Linked DNA regions of Ovis aries: region 2 is linked to region 1. Evidence: chromatin contacts called from public Hi-C data. All regions are on one chromosome and are shown on one strand. The core of a region is the stretch at or near the end of the contact, and the rest is flanking DNA. Distances in the headings are between cores, read along the strand shown. Region 1 overlaps PDLIM1 (PDZ and LIM domain 1). Region 2 overlaps SORBS1 (sorbin and SH3 domain containing 1).

Evidence for each region. A called contact is a pair of places that touch in the nucleus more often than the background predicts.
Region 2: a contact with region 1 is called in a Hi-C map of liver, with 3 times the contacts expected there. The contact joins two enhancer-like sites. A contact is called at or near these places in 4 of 16 Hi-C or Micro-C datasets (liver, mixed tissues, omental adipose tissue and 1 more).

Annotation. Positions count from the first base shown.
Region 1 is chr22:16,598,254-16,604,122 of ARS-UI_Ramb_v3.0, reverse strand. It overlaps PDLIM1 (PDZ and LIM domain 1), which reads left to right. Exons shown (of 7, transcript XM_027960151.2): 5 at 5,864-5,869. Among named protein-coding and RNA genes, the nearest start is that of PDLIM1, 31 kb to the left of the region's middle. Within about 2 kb of position 1,277, at least 17 of the 54 cell types and tissues checked have an H3K27ac peak or open chromatin away from gene starts, as enhancers often do.
Region 2 is chr22:16,706,893-16,712,789 of ARS-UI_Ramb_v3.0, reverse strand. SORBS1 (sorbin and SH3 domain containing 1) reads left to right here. Exons shown (of 33, transcript XM_060405070.1): 22 at 538-587. Among named protein-coding and RNA genes, the nearest start is that of PDLIM1, 78 kb to the right of the region's middle. Within about 2 kb of position 2,574, at least 10 of the 54 cell types and tissues checked have an H3K27ac peak or open chromatin away from gene starts, as enhancers often do.

The DNA of each region.
Region 1 (5,869 bases), core at 28-2,527:
TGAACTCTCTTCCCAGGGTTACTGTCCCGTAACCCTGTGTGCTTTTTCTTTCTTCTCCTTGACCTTCCGGCCTTCATCCCAGCTGTTCTTTTGACTGGAACAGGCTTGTGTATTCTCTTAAGGTCTGCAGGCTTAGCCTCTGAAATCCTCCTCTTGAGACAAACTCAAAGGGAGTCTTTTCCTGATGTTTGAAAAATCATTGGTCTTAAACACCGGGCTATGTCAGCTACTCCATGAGGCAGAGAGTGCCTGGCTTGGGCTATTGCTGGGGAGACAGGTCCTGTGGTCAGGGCCTAAGACACTGGAAGAAAATAGTAAACACTGAGGGAACTGGTGGTATACATTCAGCATCAAGTCTGGCAGGGAGCAACAAGAAGCAGGAAATAGGAAGAGTGTAGTGGATGGTTACTCTGAAGGAGGTAAATTGATTAAATTCTTGTATTTTGTTTTAAAATTGTAAAGACTGAGTTTAGAAGACTGCTTTTAGTGACCCACCCTCACAAGCTTTTTCTCCTGGTAATTCTAGTCATATACCTAATACTTTTTGAAAACTTATCACTTTAAAATTCTCCCTTTCAATGCTGTTACTATACATACAGAATGAGAATGCTTTTTTTTTTAGGACTCCATTACTCATGCATATTTTTGTCCTAGAATTTTTTAAAAAGATATTGTGATGTCATTTGTCCATATCTGATAGTCTAATGTCTAAGGCTTGGGTCTTAGGATATTATTTTTGAATTAGGCAAACCATAGCTTCAAATAAGACGATGGATGTTGAAAGTGCTTTATAAATAAATTGTCAAGTGGTAGAAAGATATTGTCATTATTTAAGAAGAAACACTAAGTTGTTTTCTCTTTTTTAATCACAGAGATATTTTCCAAGACAGTTTGCTGGAAGAATATGTGATGACCTTGTAATTTGGGGTCTGTCATTTTTAGCGGTCCCTTGGTGGCTTCCAGACATAACAACATACGCCAAAGAAGGGGAAAAATTCTCCCTAAGAACATTCCACGGTCTGATCTTGATTTTAAAATAGTTCTAAGTGTAACAGAGAAAAACATTTGTCAAAATAACATAATTCATTTAGTACAGGGCCAGCTCAGAAATCAAGAGCCAAAGAAGGAGTCTGGCGTATAACTCAAATGATAGGGCTGAAAATGTGGGCCCATGGTGGACCATGGGCCTTGGTGGTTGTCACTCCTCAGGGTGGCCCATCACCTGCCTGGGGAGATGGAAGAGAGAGACAAGTACAGGGGCCACCTACTGTGGGCGGACAGAGGTGGTGGCCCCCCCTCCCGCACCCACGGCCAGCACAGGTGACCCGCTGGTGCGCCTCTCCCCATTACACGCTGGCCTTCCCTGAGGGCAGCAGAGCAGCTGGCACTCTTGGAGGGCTCTGTCCTCAACTGTGAGAACCTGGCTGTGTAGTCAGAGCAAAAACCCGGAATTTCACTGACGTGAGTGACCTTGTGACTTGAGGCACATTTTAAATGGAATGTAAACTGATTATACAATGGGTGGGTTATAAATTGCATCACCATCTGGTATTTCCTCTTTGGCTCCCCCTGGGCACACTGTCCCTCTTCTCCAGCGGGTGGTGGCTTCTGGAAAAGCAGCTGAGGCTCAGAGGCCGCAGGTGATCAGGACCCAGGACCTCGGTTTGCTCATTTCCCTGGCACAGCCTTGGGGGCTTCCCTGTGACCCCACAGCAGCAGAGACAGGGTGCAGCGAGGGGGAGAGAGGGACTTGGTCTACTTCCCTAACTCCTGCCGAGCTCTGACCCTGTGCCAGGCACTGATTGAGGGCAGGACCTACAATGATGGAAAAGACAGGCTGTAGCCTGGCCCTCGTGGGGCTTGCTTTGCAGGGAAAGATAGACAATAAAGAAATAAGTATAATTCATGGTAAAAGAGTTAGAAACGTGGAGAAAGATGGAGCCCAGAAAGGGGAGAAGTGATGTGGATGGGGTGCAGTGTTTTAAGCTGAGGGTCGGGGGCCCCTCTGAGGAGGGACATCTGAGCAGAGACCTGAGTGAAGCATGGAGGCTGTGGGGCCATGTGGGGAGCGAACATTCCAGGCAGAGGGAGCAGAATGTGCCAAGGCCCTGAGGCTGGTGCGTCCTAGAAACCCCATGAAGGCTTGTCTGCCTGGAGTGAGCAGGGGATAGCAAGCGATGTGCTTGGAGAGGGGAGCAGAGCCACATCTTTTATGGCCCTTGTACTTTTTGTAGCAAATATTTACTCCAAAGAAGATGAATTTGGGTAAGCTTGTGTTTTGTTATTAAAACTGTAAATATTTGGTTCTGAGTCAGATGAGAACACTTTGAGCCACATCATGACACAGTCTGATTCTTATGTTTGAAATCTCTCTCTGGCCTCCGGTCAGAGGAAAGACAGTTCCAGGGGCTAAGAGTGGCAGCCAGGGGACAAGTTAGAAAGCTGGTCAGCTGGGCTGTTAATGGATGGCGTGGCTAGAGCAGGCAGTGGACGGGGTGGGACTCAGGACAGACTTCAAAGGTAAAGCTCACTGGAGCCTGCCTCCCTTTCACTCTCCGCCCTCCCTCAGACCAGGCAGCAGCAGTGCCTCCCCTGGAAAATGGGCTCTGGAGGAAAGAGGCCCCAACTTTGCCTGTCTCATCCTGTCGTGGGGAGCCCAGAGGGACAAGGGGAGGTGTGGGCAGCAAGGCCTGGTTTGCCCCGTCCCTAGGCTTGAGCTGAGGCCACTGTCACCCCCACCCCCCACCCCCATCTCCCTTACACGGAGCAGCACTGTATTGTTTTCAGAGCACTTACCCAGAGATTGCCATAGTGAAGTTAAGTCAGACAAAGGCGAATATCATGTGATATCACTTATATGTGAATCCAGAAAAAAAGAATGGTACAAATGAACTTATTTACAAAATAGAAACTGAATCATAGGTATAGAAAACAAACTTATAGTTACCAGAGGGAAAAGGCAGGGATTTGAGGGTGGGAGAAAGGATAAATTGGGAGATCAGGATTGACTTATACACACTACTATATATAAAATAGATAACTGGTAAGGACTTACTGTTTAGCACAGGGAACTTTACTCAATACTCTGTAATGGCCTAAGGGGAAAACAATCTAAAAAAAAACTGGATATATGTATATGTATAATTGATTCACTCGATACCTGAAACCGGAGAAGGCAATGGCACCCCACTCCAGTACTCTTGCCTGGAAAATCCCATGGATGGAGTAGCCTGGTGGGCTGCAGTCCATGGGGTTACTAAGAGTCGGACATGACTGAGCAACTTCACTTTCACTTTTCACTTTCTTGGAGAAGGAAATGGCAACCCACTCCAGTGTTCTTGCCTGGAGAATCCCAGGGACGGGGGAGCCTGGTGGGCTGCCGTCTATGGGGTTGCACAGAGTCGGACACGACTGAAGCGACTTAGCAGTAGCAGTAGTATACCTGAAACTAACACAACATTCTTTTTTTTTTTTTTCTTTTTTTTTTTAGTTTTTTTATTTTTTAAATTTTAAAATCTTTAATTCTTACATGCATTCCCAAACATGAAACCCCCTCCCACCTCCCTCCCCATAACATCTCTCTGGGTCATCCCCATGCACCAGCCCCAAGCATGCTGTATCCTGCGTCGGACATAGACTGGCGATTCAATTCTTACATGATAGTATACATGTTAGAATGCCATTCTCCCAAATCATCCCACCCTCTCCCTCTCCTTCTGAGTCCAAAAGTCTGTTATACACACCTGTGTCTTTTTTCCTGTCTTGCATACAGGGTTGTCATTGCCATCTTTCTAAATTCCATATATATGTGTTAGTATACTGTATTGGTGTTTTTCTTTCTGGCTTACTTCACTCTGTATAATCGGCTCCAGTTTCATCCATCTCATCAGAACTGATTCAAATGAATTCTTTTTAACGGCTGAGTAATACTCCATTGTGTATATGTACCACAGCTTTCTTATCCATTCATCTGCTGATGGACATCTAGGTTGTTTCCATGTCCTGGCTATTATAAACAGTGCTGCGCTGAACATTGGGGTACATGTGTCTCTTTCAATTCTGGTTTCCTCAGTGTGTATGCCCAGCAGTGGGATTGCTGGGTCATAAGGTAGTTCTATTTGCAATTTTTTAAGGAATCTCCACACTGTTCTCCATAGTGGCTGTACTAGTTTGCATTCCCACCAACAGTGTAGGAGGGTTCCCTTTCTCCACATCCTCTCCAGCATTTATTGCTTGCAGATTTTTGGATCGCAGCCATTCTGACTGGTGTGAAGTGGTACCTCATTGTGGTTTTGATTTGCATTTCTCTGATAATGAGTGATGTTGAGCATCTTTTCATATGGTTGTTAGCCATCTGTATGTCTTCTCTGGAGAAATGTCTATTTAGTTCTTTGGCCCATTTTTTGATTGGATCGTTTATTTTTCTGGAATTGAGCTGCATAAGTTGCTTGTATATTTTTGAGATTAGTTGTTTGTCAGTTGCTTCATTTGCTATTATTTTCTCCCATTCAGAAGGCTGTCTTTTCACCTTGCTTATATTTTCCTTTGTTGTGCAGAAGCTTTTAATTTTAATTAGATCCCATTTGTTTAGTTTTGCTTTTATTTCCCGAATTCTGGGAGGTGGATCATAGAGGATCCTGCTGTGATTTATGTCTGAGAGTGTTTTGCCTATGTTCTCCTCTAGGAGTTTTATAGTTTCTGGTCTTACATTTAGATCTTTAATCCATTTTGAGTTTATTTTCATGTGCGGTGTTAGAAAGTGATCTAGTTTCATTCTTTTACAAGTGGTTGACCAGTTTTCCCAGCACCACTTATTAAAGAGATTGTCTTTACTCCATTGTATATTCTTGCTTCCTTTGTCAAAGATCAGGTGTCCATATGTGTGTGGATTTATCTCTGGGCTTTGTATTTTGTTCCATTGATCTATATGTCTGTCTTTGTGCCAGTACCATACTGTTTTGATGACTGTGGCTTTGTAGTAGAGCCTGAAGTCAGGCAAGTTGATTCCTCCAGTTCCATTCTTCTTTCTCAAGATTGCTTTGGCAATTCGAGGTTTTTGGTATTTCCATACAAATCTTGAAATTATTTGTTCTAGTTCTGTGAAAAATATGGCTGGTAGCTTGATAGGGATTGCATTGAATTTGTAAATTGCTTTGGGTAGTATACTCATTTTCACTATATTGATTCTTCTGATCCATGAACATGGTATATTTCTCCATCTATTAGTGTCCTCTTTGATTTCTTTCATCAGTAACACAACATTCTTAATCAGCTGTACTCCAATAAAAAAAAGAAAGTACTTACTTTCTCATCCTTGCCACCAACACTGTGAACTGGACAAGGCATACACTGTTACCTCTGTATGGTGGATGAAGAGACCAGAGCTCCTTGCTGTGAGAATGAGGAGAGTTTATAGAGACAGAGAGAGCACTTTGATATCATCAGGAAACACTGATTTCTGCTCTGGGAAAAGAATGAGGCCTGGACTAAGGGGACCCAGCTGAGTTTTCAGTGCTCAGTTGTGGTTGACATTTTCCCTCTTCTAAATTTTCTTTCGACATAATATTGTTTATATAATTTTGAAAGAAACACAGCATTCCCATTCCATGGGATTAGGCCAAAGAGTAGTTGAATCACCCAAACTAGCCTTTTATTGACTTGAAGCAGCAACCAGTCCGGCCTACAGACACCTCACCGTATCATCAGGGGGTCCATGGCTGCATTAGGAGCTGGCTTCATCCATTGGGATAATTTCTCTTCACTCTTTGACACTGGGGTGTCTTCGCTTGGAAGGGGGTGGCTGGTGGATTTTTTTCCCCTAACTTCTGACGTGTCCTAATGAACTTGTAAACATTCTTTACAGCTTAGA
Region 2 (5,897 bases), core at 1,325-3,824, 110 kb before region 1:
ATTAAGAGGTTTTGTGAAACTACATTGCTCCCCATTTCCAGGGGTAAATGAATGATCTAGAAGTACGGTCTTTTAAAATGCTTTTCTTTTTGTATGTTATGTACCTGATGAAGTGTTGGGTGACACTCTCTGGTTGTGGCATTTGGGTGCATGACGAAGCCTGGTGGGCTTGGCAAGGGGTCCGAGGGCTGGGGATAAGCTGGCGCAAGGTGCTGTCCATATCACTAATGCATGTTGCGAAGTGGTGGGCCATCCACCCAGTGGGCCTGCGACTGGAGATACACATGAGGAGTGGGCATCTCCTGACCCATGCAGAGAGCCTTGGGTGCAGCCCCTGGGAGGCAAAAGCCCAGAAATCCTCCTCCCAGAGAAAGAACACCACCGTCCACCTGCACTGAGCCCTTTCCAGCTCAGTTTGGCTCCCTGCCTCCCGGAGGGCTTCACCTAAACTAGGACAAGAAAGGGACTTCTCTGTTTTCCCCTTGGCTTGAAATAACTGAGTCAAAGTAATTTTTTTTTTTTTTTAAATGTTTACAGAGCTCAGCAGTCAGCCCGACTCCAGAAATTTCTTCAGAGCCTCCTGGATAGTAAGTTATCGTTTACGTGGCTTGATGTATGAAATGTCCAAAATGGGGAAGGCTTGTGTTTCGTTTGTTTCAGTCTAGTGGCTTCGAATGATGTACAGTTTGGTGATAAGTAGCAATTATAGTCTTAAAATTATTTTTTTTCTCTTCTTTTTCAAAATTAATGTTGTGATGATTCATCTTACCTCTGATAAGCCTTTCCCTGTGTTGGCTTCTTTACCTTTGGTTGTAAGCGTGTTTGTCTGAATTGAGAAGCTGATTCCTGGGGGCGGGGAGGGGGCGGAAGGGTGTGTGACTAAGGTGCATCTGGTACAAAGGTGAATGGGATGAGGGGGTGAAGTCTTCAGGCTGGACCTGTCACAAGGAAAGATGGGGCCAACTTGTCTCATTCGCAGAGATCCGGGTTTATTCCCCTATACCAGTTCTTGGAATTCTGCCTGGGGGGTGAATGCACACCCCATGCGCTTCCACATAGGGTAACTACAGCCTCTCCTCCCCTCCCCCAAGCCAGCCTACATCCTCTCCAAGGTTTCTTGTCTCCACACTTTGCTATGCAGCTGTCAACCCAGCTGGAAATGTTTCATTGTTGCCCCACCCCCTTACAAACGTGTTGGTACCTCTTATTGGCGCTTCCTTCTGTGCCTGTATACCTGACTGGTGCTCTTGTATTTTTGTGACTACAATAAACTTTGAACCCCAGGAGGGTAAGGACTCCATACCCGAAAAGTAGACTTGGGGACTGTTCTGGTAGAAGCAGCTTCTCGTCACCATGAGATTATAATCCGTATCTCACTCTGAAATATGACGGAGAGGAAAGGCCCACTATTATTCCCTGTTCCATTTGGGTTGGGTAACTCTGCACAGAGCAAAGTTTAGCTGTGCAGATAGAAGTCTGACTTGGTGTGAATGCTGAGTTTATGGATTTGGGGGTCAAATATTACAGTCACTTGGGCATATCCAGTCTATCATATCTGGCCAGGGAAGACATTTTGCAAGAGTAGTTTCATTTGAAAGCCAATCATCTGGGATTAGGGTGTGTTGGTGAGAGTGTTTCAGGTGGCTGGCTGAGTGAATTTCTAATGGATCTAAGGCTTTATGCCGGGTATTCTGATAGAAGCATAACATATAGCCCCCTAATAGTTTCAGGGGCAAAACATGCCTAAATAAATAAATAAATAAAAAGGCAACTGTGGCAACTGAATAAAATAGACTGTAGAGGTTAAACGTATTCAGAAGGCAGCTCCCACAGGCTGTCAGTGTTAAGAACACAGATCTTGAATGAAGAGGTCTTGAATGAAAGAATTTGAATGGTTGTTTGCACACTTAACTGTGTGCCAAGTCTTGTGCTTAGCATTGTATTATACTTTACCTCATTTAGTCCTCAGCATTCTAGGATCAGTTGTTATTTTTATTCTGCATTTTATCGGTGAGGAGACAGGCACGTGAAGGTACTGTGTGCCTGGCTTCCAGAGCTGTGCGTGGCAGAGCCACCGCCAGAGTAGGAGCAATGACATGCTAGGCCAGGGAACTGCTGAGGTCTACTGGTGCCATCTATAAACTCTCATCTGCACCAATATTGATTCAAAATTGGGTGTTAAATTAACCAAAGAAAGGCATGCTAGAGTTTCCTGTTTTGAGTGACTAAAAAAAGAAAGAAAAAACAAGGAACCATTTGTGTAATAGTATGTGAGCAGGATTGAGGCATAAGGAATGTTTTTTTGGCTGTGCCCTATGGCATGCGGGATCTTAGTTCCCCAACCAGGGATCAAACCCACATCCCCTGCAGTGGAAGCACAGAGTCTTAACCACTGGACCACCAGGGAAGTTTCCATGCAGACTTTTAAAATATATATAGTTTTTTAAATTTATTTATTGGCTGTGCTGGGTCTGTTACTACACAGACTTTTCTCCAGTTGCGGCCAGCAGGGGCTGCTCTCCAGCTGTGGCTTGCAGGCTTCTCAGTGCGGTACACTCTCTTGTTGCAGAGGCCAGCAGGGGCTGCTCTCCAGCTGTGGCTTGCAGGCTTCTCACTGCGGTACACTCTCTTGTTGCAGAGGCCAGGCTCTCAGCACATGGTCTAGCAGCTGTAGTTCCTAGGCTATAGAGCATAGGCTCGATAGTTGTGGCACACCTCAGCATGTGGGATCCTCTTGGACCAGGGATTGAACCTGTGTCTCTTGCATTGGTGGGTGGATTCTTTACCGCTGAGCTACCAGGGAATCCCCTCCATGCAGGCTTTTTAAAAGAGCAAGTTGCTGTCAGACACCCTGAGTACTTGGGTACATAAAGCTGTTTGATGTGTTACTTTATCAAGTACTCTGTTCTTGTGCTTCCCTGGTGGCTCAGCTGGTAAAGAATCTGCCTGCAATACAGGAGACCTGGGTTCCATCCCTGGGTTGGGAAGATCCCCTGGAGAGGGCAAAGGCTACCCACCCCAGTATTCTGGCCTAGTGAATTCCATGGCTTACATGGGGTTACAAAGAGTTGGACACGACTGAGCCACTTTCACTTTCTGTCTGTATCATGGAAATGGGTCTCTGAAGACCTCTGTTTTTCAGTCATAGCCCAGTTCTCATCTTGACAGAAATAGATGAGCTTTTCCCTCCTGCTGTTCTTCCTTGTGGGGACTTTTCAGTAATTCGGGCTTGATTCTCTCCCAGTTTGTTCAAATGAGTAAGGTTTTTCGGTGTTTGCAGTTGGGGGTGAATCAGCCTGAGTGCAGGGCCTGACATGTAGGAAAATGTACAGTAAGCGTTTGCTGAATAAATGAATGCACCTATAAATCTCAGTTAATTAGAATCCAGCTTGCTTAGCACTGAGGCAGGCAGCTTGTGAATGCGAATCACACGTGAAAGAAATGTCAAGACTTGACTTAACCTAAGCACCAGAGAAAGACAAGTCACCGAATGGCCCAGAATCAAAAATTCTGTGGTCAGTCTGTAAGAAGTGATGGTGTTGTCTTAAATCCACTTTCACATCTTGAGCAGACTGCAGTTTAGAATTTTATCAGCATGATTCCTTATCACAATGTGAGAAGACCCTGGGAAGAGAGAGAAGGAAATTCACCCATAGTCCCGATGTCCTAATACAGCTGTCAGTCTTTCATCTCAAAAAGTATCTTTGTGACCATAGTGTATATCCCATTTTGAATTTTATTTCCCTGGAGTTGTCAGATCTGTAAGTCAACAGTGTAGACTACTCATTATTTTGGAGAAGGCAATGGCACCCCTCTCCAGCACTCTTGCCTAGAAAATCCCATAGATGGAGGAGCTTGGTGGGCTGCAGTCCATGGGGTCGCTAAGAGTCAGACACAACTGAGCAACTTCACTTTCACTTTTCACTTTCATGCATTGGAGAAGGAAATGGCAACCCACTCCAGTATTCTTGCCTGGAGAATCCCAGGGACAGGGGAGCCTGGTGGGCTGCCGTCTATGGGGTCGCACAGAGTCGGATACGACTGAAGCGACTTAGCAGCAGCAGCACTCATTATTTTCATCATGACTTAGCATTTTGGCACAAATATGTTTTTTTTGTCTAGCCGAAGAGCTTTATTTTATTTGGCCAGTAGGTGGCACTCAAGAACAAGCTGCTGTTTCCTCAATAGTGATGGTCTACTAGAGAAATCACTTTTCCCCCTTAATCTGATTTTAGATCAAAACACAAATCATTAGGGTAGATTTACATGAGTGATTAGAAACTCCCCTGGGCGTTAAGAATGTCATAAATCTGTGTGCATGTTGGCATTTAACTCCATTGAATCATTTATTCTACCAATGTGTATTTATTGAACAACAGTGCTAGACACTCGACATGCAAAGATTCATAAGATAAACTGCCTGGCCTCAGGGAAAAGTGTCATTGGAAAATTACATGATCATACATGACAATCAGAATGCAGTGTGGTAAATTCAGAGATGGAACCAAGGAAGTGTTTGAGGGGGAAATCAAAGAAAGGTTTTATCGTGCAGCAGCAAATAAAATGTGAATGATAGGGACTTCCCTGGTGGTTCAATGGCTAAAACTTGATGCTCCTGATGCAGGAGACCTGGCATCGATCCCTGGTCAGGGAACTGGATCCCACACGCACAACTGAGTTTACCTGTGGCAACTAAGATCCTACATGCTGTAACTAAGGCCCAGCACAGCCAAATAGATAAAAGTTTTAAAAATATTGTAAAAAAGTGAATGACAGTAGCATTATATTATAAATACAAAAAAATTTTTTTCATGCAGTACTCTAAGATTGTCTGAAAGTCGAGTCTGACTCTTTGTGATCCCATGGACTGTATAGTCCGTGTAATTCTCCAGGCCAGAATCCTGGAGTGGGTAGTCTTTCCCTTCTCCAGGAGATCTTACCAACCCAGGGATCAAGCCCAGGTCTCCTGCACTGCAAGCAGATTTTTTACTAGCTGAGCTAAAAGGGAGGTCCCTAAGATAGTCTAGATTCCCCAAAGTCTAAAGACAGTTATTTATTTTTTTTTTTTTCCCCTGAAACCACTAAATGGTTTTGAACACTGACTCCATGAGGCAGGAAATCTTTGTTTTGTCCTCTGTTTACTTTCGACCTAGGAGAATGATTGACTTTTAGTAGGGGCTCAGTAAATATTTGTAGAGTGAGTAAAATGAGCAGTGGAATGACAATTTGAGATCTTCTCTAGAAATATCATTGGCAGTGATTTGCAGAGATGACTGGAGGGAGTGAGGACTGGAGACTTGGGCAGTGGCAGTGTACTTCCTGCAGAGGTGTAGTGGAGCAGTCGTGGGCAGTCCCAGGGGGGAAGAGAGCAGGATTCATGTGACTGTGTCCAGGACAGGGGATAAGCAGGGCTTGGGATTGCTTAGGTCTGGGGAGGGAAAAGGAGGATGATTCTACTGGCTTTCTGGCTTGGGTGAAGGAAGATGGAGGGACAGAGCTAGGTTTGGTTTGGAACAGACTGGGTTCAAGATGTCTGAGGATCATGCGGTAGGGGATGTGTAGAAGATAGCTGAATGTGTCTGGAGCTCAAAAGAAATGTCTGTATAGATAACGGATCTGAAGGTGGATTTTGTGGACAGTCTCATTACACCTACTAGTTTTGCAGATGAAAGAAACTGAGGCTGAGAGAAACAGATTGTTTCCAAGTTTTTAAAGATAGCAGGTTTGCCTCAGCTGATCACTTTCCTCATGGGAGCCAGGCTGGACTCGCAGCCTGCCAGGACCCAACCTGCCTCCTCCAGAGCACGCCTGGTGGCACGTTTGGAAACAGTTGGCCCTGAGATGATTGCTCTGTTCTCTCACTTTATCCTTCGAGTGAGTGTTTTTGTTGAATCCCT